Linked DNA regions of Mus musculus: region 2 is linked to region 1. A link is a contact called in public HiChIP or PLAC-seq data. All regions are on one chromosome and are shown on one strand. Each heading gives the region's core, a stretch centred on a gene start, on an enhancer-like site or on the middle of the called end of the contact. The rest is flanking DNA. Distances are from core to core; before and after follow the strand shown.

Evidence for each region. HiChIP or PLAC-seq counts read pairs in DNA pulled down with a chosen protein or histone mark.
Region 2: a contact with region 1 is called in an HNF4G HiChIP or PLAC-seq map of pancreatic cancer cells. The contact joins two enhancer-like sites. A contact is called at or near these places in 1 of 39 promoter capture datasets (macrophages), 3 of 115 datasets of contacts at active chromatin or transcription factors (embryonic stem cells, extraembryonic endoderm stem cells and pancreatic cancer cells) and 3 of 9 other capture datasets (adipose tissue, liver and pancreatic islet).

Annotation. Positions count from the first base shown.
Region 1 is chr15:83,336,312-83,340,361 of GRCm38.p6, forward strand. It overlaps Arfgap3 (ADP-ribosylation factor GTPase activating protein 3), which reads right to left. Exons shown (of 16, transcript NM_001357756.1): 3 at 343-415. Among named protein-coding and RNA genes, the nearest start is that of Gm51290, 3.5 kb to the right of the region's middle. Within about 2 kb of position 2,345, at least 51 of the 459 cell types and tissues checked have an H3K27ac peak or open chromatin away from gene starts, as enhancers often do. A contact at or near this core is called in pancreatic cancer cells, where this site is marked.
Region 2 is chr15:83,408,627-83,412,417 of GRCm38.p6, forward strand. All of the region lies in intron 1 of Pacsin2 (protein kinase C and casein kinase substrate in neurons 2), which reads right to left. Among named protein-coding and RNA genes, the nearest start is that of Gm41368, 25 kb to the left of the region's middle. Within about 2 kb of position 1,920, at least 101 of the 459 cell types and tissues checked have an H3K27ac peak or open chromatin away from gene starts, as enhancers often do. A contact at or near this core is called in pancreatic cancer cells, where this site is marked.

The DNA.
Region 1 (4,050 bases), core at 1,095-3,594:
TAGACCGTTCTCTTCTTTGACAACTCTGTCCCTGTGTCTGACATGCTCTGCTCCTTTTTACCCTCTCGCTCTCCTGTCACCGCCTGTCCCAACAAGTCCCCTTCTTCTTTCATGTCTTCTGTTGGCCTTGCCTTTTTGTGTGACCCACTGAGTTCAGTTAGGGATGCTGGCAGAAGCATGGGGTGGGGCTATTTATTGGAGCCTGAACAATGATCCTCTGGCTACAGCACTGAAGAAAACGAACCCTGTCGTGCCCCTGCCCCAGAAGACACACACACACTGGCTCCACTGGAAAGGTTTCTGGTCTACCAGCAGAGGGAAGGGCAAGTCCGGGGGACTTACAGCATTTGAGTTCCCTCCAACTTGCATGCATCGAAGCTGGAACCACGACCAGTTTGAATCCAGCTCTGTGGACCTGAGAGGAACACAAAGGTTACAAGATGTGAAACTCTCCATCTCTGGCATCAAACTGCTAAACTTCCAAAATGTTCCCTCAGGGCTGGAGAGATGGCTCAGTAGTTAAGTAGTTAAGATGGCTGACTGCTCTTCTAGAGGTTGTCCTGAGTTCAATTCCCAGCAACCACATGGTGGCTTACAATCATCTTTAAGGGGATCTGATGCCCTCTTCTGGCCTGCAGACATACATGCAGCAAGAAAGCTGCATACATAATAAATAGATAAATCCAAAAATATGAAAACAAAAACAAACAAACAAAAACAAGAAACATTTCCTTGCACTGTGGGATTTGGGGAGTTCTGTGTGGCCAGGCCTGGTGCTGTGCACCTGTTACCCCTGTAACCCACACAGGCAGGGGCAGAGCCTTGACAGATTTCCCTATAACCCTGTTTCAGTGCCCCCAAGGGGTAAGACAGGAGCCCAGGGTGAGCACTATGGCTGCTATGTGTTTGCCTTACCCACATGTGTGTCTGTGCACCATGTGTATACCTGGTCTACACCTAGAGCTACACACAGTTATGAGACTCCACATGCATGCTGGGAACCAAACCTGGGTTCTCTGGAAGAATAGCCAATACTTTTCATCACTGAGCTATCTTTCCATCCTCTTCTCTTTTTCTTTAACATTTATTTTTATTATGTACATGTATGTTGCATCTGTCACATATATGCCTATGGATGGGGTCACGGGTGCGTCGCCATCTGACGGGACTGCTGGGAGCTGAACCTGGGTCTTCTACAAGAGGAGCAAGTGCTCTTAACTAAAACTGGAGTCACCTCTCCAGCTCCGGTTAGGCAGGGCTCTTAAACTGAGCTGCCAGGGATTCCTGCGGAGCCCTAGACCCCCCAAGACAAAGGTGGTAAAGGCCTATGTACGCCCACCCCAGCAGGCAGAAGCCTTAGGCAGTACCCACTGCCACAGGAAGAGCTGCTGCTTGGCAGAGTCCTATGAAAGCCGAGTGCTGAGGGAAAAAAAAAGTGCTCTTGTTAACCGCTGAGGCGAGGAGATGGAGACGCAGGCCCTGCTCAGGCTCTTTTTTAATCCCTTGAGCGGTCAGTCACCTGGCTGAGTCTGAGCGCCCCTGTGAACAGCTCTGCCCGGGTCCTGGCCTAGGCATCACGTCTGGTTTGTCTGTACTCACACTCCTAATTTGCTTCATTGACTACCAACCAAAGACGGTTTAGAAATTACTTTGTCCTTTGTAAAAATCACTAACATGAAATTCAACCTAAAAACAAAACCTGCCCTTGGTTAACTATATCATCCATGGCACACTGTTCCCAGTGTTCACATGTGAGAGCTACAGCTGTCTGTGTGTGCATGTGTGTGGCTGGCAGAGGTAGTGAGAGAAAGAAGGGAGGGGCCAGTGCAGGAGCTTCCGTCTCTCATTTGCATACTTGGGGCTGCTGAAACTTTTTCACTGTGGGTGTTTGTGTTTTTCTGGGTCTTTTGAGGTCAATTAGGTTACTCTTAGACTCCCCAGGGCTGGGGTTCCTTTCATGTGCCACTGTGTCAGGCTTGGGATGGCTTGTTTGTCTGATTTTGTCTTTCTGTAGTCCTGGCTAGCCTGGACTTCACTATGTAGACCAGGCTAGCCTTAACTCAGCAGTGAGTGCCCTGGACTTTCTCCCGCCCACAGCCTTGGCAGCTGCCTTTGGCTCAGTGTTCTTTACTTGTTATTTTTTGAATCTTCCATAAGCATGTGACTCATACATTTATCTGACTTTTAAAAGGTGCAAGCTTGAACCTGCACAGGCCCAACAGATCTCGCTGTCCAGGTTCCAGGCCAGTCCTCTTCCTACCTGGTTTCCTGGAACTCTGTGCATGGGCACATGCCTCAGAGGTGATCATAGGACAGAACAGCACAGGCAGAGGAGGGGCAGCTGTGGGTGGCCTCATGTCCGGTCTTTCTATACTCTGGACAGGGTGTGGCACTGTGTATGAACAGCTCGTGACCAATCTGGGAAAAACATTCTCAAAAGTAAGTCTGGAAGCTGGGGGGAGGGGTGGTGGTGCAGGCGGCTCACATCTATAATCTTAGGAGGCAGAGGATGGAAGATTACAAGTTCACGGCCAGTGTGGACCACAGAGTGAGTTTAAGGCCAGCCCAGGCAATGTGTGAGAACCTGTCTCAAAATAAAAGTACTGAGAGGCTGGGCATTCACTTCCCTGTAGCGCACATTCTACCAGGTCAACTGCCTAGCATCCATTAATGTGGCGTTCATACATACACGGTCCTCAGTTCATCTGCTCCCCCGCCCCCCCCCCCCCGCTATGAAGTTATTCACTTAGTTATAACCACAAACAAAAATTAACTCAAACTGGGCGTGGTGGCATAGACCTTTAGTCCCAGCACTTGGGAGGCAGGGACAAGTGAATCTCTGTGAGTTTAAGGACAGCCTAGTCTACATGGCAAGTTCCAGGACATCCAGCACTACATGGTGAGACCCTATCTAAGTAACAAAAACAAAACTCAAAAGGGTCAAAGACATAAATGTGGTATTTGAAACCATAAAACCCTTGGAAAGAACAGGATGAAAACCTCCAGCAGTGGGTTTGATGTGTGCGCCTCGGCAAGGATCCAAAAGGCATACACTAACAGGATGTCAGGAAAGACAAGTGTATCAACAAACAGAGCCAGGAGGTGGTGATGATGGTGGTGGCTCACCCCTTTAATCCCAGCACGCAGGTGGCAGAGACAGGAAGATTTTTAAGTTTGAGGCCAGTCTGGTCTACAGAGCGAGTTCCAGGAAAGCCAGGGTTACACAAGGAAACCCTGTCTTGAAAGACAGACAGACAGACAGAAAGAAAGAGTACTGATACAGCCATTAGGAAAGAAAGAAAGAAAGAAAGAAAGAAAGAAAGAAAGAAAGAAAGAAAGAGGGAGACAGACAGACAGACAGAAAGAAAGAAAGAAAGAAAGAAAGAAAGAAAGAAAGAAAGAAAAAGAAAGAAAAGAAAATCGATACATCCATCAGATGGGAGGAAATATTTTCAAATTGTATCTATTATAAGGGATCAATATATGGCAAACATAAAGAACTCTGAAAGCTCAATATAACAAACAACTCAATCCAAACCAGGGTGCAGGAACACAGACGTCCATCGTGCATGAGAAGATGCTGAGCGCTAACCACTGGGAAATTCATACCAGAAATAAAAGGAGAAACTACCTCACACCCAATGGCTGGTGCGAGAGGGTGGGGAGGGAGGGAGGGAGGGAGGGAGGGAAGGAGGGAGGGAGGGAGGGAGGGAGGGAAGGAGGGAGGGAGGGAGGGAGGGAGGGAGTGAGTCTTGGCTAAGGGTCTGGCTCAGCAGCAGAATACCCATGCAGCATGCCCGAGGCCCCTGGTGTAGTCTTCAGCACTACAGAAAAGAAAAGAAGAGCAGGAGCAGGAGGGTAAGGACCAGGAAGAGGAGGAGAGGAAGAGGAGGAAAGGAAGAGGAGGGGAGGAAGAGGAGGAGAGGAAGAGGAGGAGGAAGATGCTGAGTGCCGATGAAGATAAGCAGAAATGGCGGGATGTATGGTGGCCGAGTCATTCTGGACAAGGAGGGGCTTCCTCACAAGAGGAGAAATATAGTTATCACCTGA
Region 2 (3,791 bases), core at 670-3,169, 72 kb after region 1:
GCCACATTGGTGGCCAATGCCTGACATCTCAGCACTTAGGAAGCTCAAGAGGCAAAAGGACTGCTGGGTTCAAGGCCGCCTGGGTTGCAGAACATGCCCTAGGCCATCTGAGCCACAGTGTGAGACCCTAAGGCCAGCACACAGTAAGCCCTCCTTAGACAGTTATTAAGCAATCCTGTTTAAGAGGCACTCCTTAGGAATCCAGGAGCAAGAATGTGGCAAGAGTGCCTAGGTTCCTACTTCTAGTGACTTTTCTAGCTGTACAATGTCACACGTGTCCCAGAGCCAGTCTTTTGCCAGCATGCAGAAGCTTAGAGGTTAACAGATGAGGCCACAGCTGCCCTTGGCCCCAGCTGGAGGCTGGCATAACCTCCTCCTACCATTTCAGGCCTGATAACAGGTATCAGGTACACAAAGGATGTGTTACATAAGACGTCTAGCTTCACTTTAATCCCTTTAGTTCATTCCAGAGGAAAAACCAAGAGGCCTTCCTGAGGCCTACAGGCTACTGCAGAAAGCACGGGGGTCCGAGAACTGTGCTTGCCTGTCTTCCCTGAAAGATGAGAGGAAGCTCTCCTCTGAAATCCCTGCCAAGCACTAGCCGCAGAGGGCAGCAGTGGTACACACACGGCCTTCCCAGGCCACTTTCTGTCCCATGGGTACACAAGCTTCTTTCTTACTCATTACCTGCACAGAATATTCTTCAGTCCCTAGGAAATGTCTGCCTCTTCCGAGTCACTGTGCAGCCCCAGGGTGAGGTGGGCAGCCAGCAGTCTTTAAATAAGTGTACACAGTTAGTCATTCATTCCACAAACATCTCCCACATACTAGCAACTGTCCTAAACTGCTAACAGTCTCTGTCCTCCTGGAGTTGATATTCTCCCTAGGATACCCTGCCATGCAGCTAAGTGACAGAGCCACACAGTGTGCTAAATTCTAGGACAGAGGAAATATAGGTGCTAGGGAAAGAAGTGTGAGGGACAGGGACTTGGTGAGATCAAGTATGTCCTCAGAAGACTCCAAAAGACGGGAAGTAGGGACAGGTACCTCTCAGTAAAGGGACAGGAGAGTGACGGGCCTGCTATGTACTAGGCTCAGGGAGGTCAGCACCAAAAGCTGCAGAGGGACCAATGGGATCTCACCTACAGGATGCACAGTAACTTGGACTGGACCTCTGCACTTAGCTTTTCAGAACTAAAACCACGCAGTAAGACATGCTATTTAAAACCAAGCATGGGGCACTTAAGAGCATTTACTGCTCTTGCAGGTGATGCCAGTTTGGTTCCCAGGATCCACGTCAGACAGCTCACAACCATCTGAACACCTAGCTCCAGGGGAATCCGATGTGTCTGGCCTCTTTGGGCACCTGTGCCTCATACACATGTCCCCTTTCACTCACACATACACTCACATAATTAAAAGTAAATCTTAAAAAAAAAAAAAACAAAGCCCAAGCTTGTATATTTTGTATCTGTCCTTAGCTCTGCACATTATCCAACCTCAATGTGAGAAGTTACCATCTATCCTGGGACCTGTTTCAGCTGCAAGTTTACCCTATGGATAAGCTCAGCCAGGAGAGCTAAGAGTTCACTGTGGGACTGTTCAGAAAAAAAAAAAACAACCCTGAAAACTCAGAGCTACTTTGGTGTCCATCAAATGCTGATACTGTAGCGGGGAGAAGTGACTCAGAGGCGTGAGTCTGGCACCAGGGAGGCTGAGGAAGTAGAACCGACAAGGTCAGCTTTCCCAACAGTAAACTCCTGTCTGAGAAAGGAAAGAAAGATGAGAAGAGACTTAAAAGGAGAAGAGGAAATACACTTGAAGCATGGGGCACCAGGCAGCCAGGACAAGGGCTGTGCAGAGATGGAACACAGGCAGCTGCGGGGCAGCATCATACGTGTCCTGCTGGACGGCAGCAACTGTGACCTCTCAAAGCTCATGGCTACACAGTCCTCACTCAGTCACATGTGCCCCTGGCATGGGGAGACTCTACTGTTAACAGCCTCCTGAGCTATTTGAAATGTCATCCAACCACACAGAATGCTTTTGAAAGAAATACCAAACCGGCAAAGACATTTTGTTTCCTGAATGATGCCATGTTGGGATGAAGGGTGGTCCCACATGGCCACATCCCAGGACAAGCCTCCCAGCTTCGAGAGAAATCAGCCCAGTGACCATGCATGCCCCTCCATGGCCTCCACAGCTCCAGCTCTGCTCGCTTCCCACCAAACTGTCAGTCCCCAAGCCTCGCCCTCCCACCCCACCCCCAGAGCACACAGCTCTGACCAAGTGGGTACTCTACTGCCACTGCACTGTAGGTACAGCCAGTTCACGCCTCCTGTCTGCCATGCCCTTCCTGCACTACAGACCTGGGTGAGGCAGGCAGTATCCTAGCCTCAAACTCCCACTCAAAACCACTTTCAATGTCTAACACCTTTTTGTATTTTGTCTGTCTGTCTGCCTGCCTGCCTATCAACAGGGTCTCTCTACATAGCCCTAGCTCTCCTGAAACTCTGTAGATTAGGTTAGCCTCAAACTCACAGAGTTCCATCTACCTCTGCTTCCTGAGTGTTAGGATTAAAGGCTACACCACCACACCACAAATGGGAACTCCGAGGGCGTGGGTCTGTATCACTGCCCTCTTTTCTTCACGGCCTTCTCTGTAGCATCCACGTTTCTTTGGATACCTCACTCTGCTAAAACTTGTCAGACATTTTAGGGGGGGGGGCTGAAGTCTGAGTGACTTTGAATCAGGGAGATGAGATCCACAGAAGGAAACTATTTGAAGAGGTTTTAACTCCAGTGGCTAAAATTACTTTATCAATACACCTGTCCCCTTCCCATTTTATTCTATGTTCTTTTCTTCAAGTCCTTCTAAAGGCTGAAAGAGAGCCCAGCACTACCATATTCATCACAAGTGGGTTCAGCGGCTCAACAACAATGAAAAGCTCAGGCTCTGCTCCCTCCAACCACACAGGCACCCTCCAGCCCAGCTGAGGCCCTCTGCTGCCAGCTTCAGTGTGTGTCCACTCAGTCCCTTAGGAAGAAGGACAGGGGTCCTGCATCTCTTGAGCACACAAACCACCTGGTTCAGGCCTGAGCTAACACATGGCCTCACACCATTGGTTAAGAAGAAACATGTGTTTCAACTCAGCTACCTGGCACAACCTATTTTGCTTCCAATGACTTCATCTGGAAAAGGGAACATTCCTTAAAGGAAGTGATAGAGATCAGCAAATAAAGTGACTTCTCTCTCTGGAACGCGGTGTGGAGCCCTCAACAATGAGCGGGGAAACTGACCATCAAAAGATGCTGGATTCTAGAGGCTGCTGCTAAAGTGGAGCGGCCTGAGACCCAACACTTGGTCCCCCACCTGCCAGAGCACTTGCCAGTCTAAACAATGAGAGTTTAGAGGAGGAGTATAGTTTTTAATTCTTCTAAGAATTTCTCTGAAGATGTAGTTGCCTTGGAAAATACTGCCTGAAAACTAAGTTGCCTAGAGAAGGATTTTAAACCATGGATGACACAGGCCAGCCCATCAAACTACAGAGTGGGCTGGTAAGAGGCAAGCAACTTTAGGAGCTCCGTGAGGACACAGAACCATTTTTCTGAAAATAAACCCTCTTAAAAACCCCAATTAAAGCCAGGCGGTGGTGGTACATGCCTTTTATCCCAGTTCTCAGGAGGCACAGGTAGGCAGTTCTCTGTGAGTTTGAGGCCAGTCTGGTGTCTACAGAGTTCCAGGACACACAAGGCTACAAAGAGAAATCCTGTCTCAAAAAACAAGAACA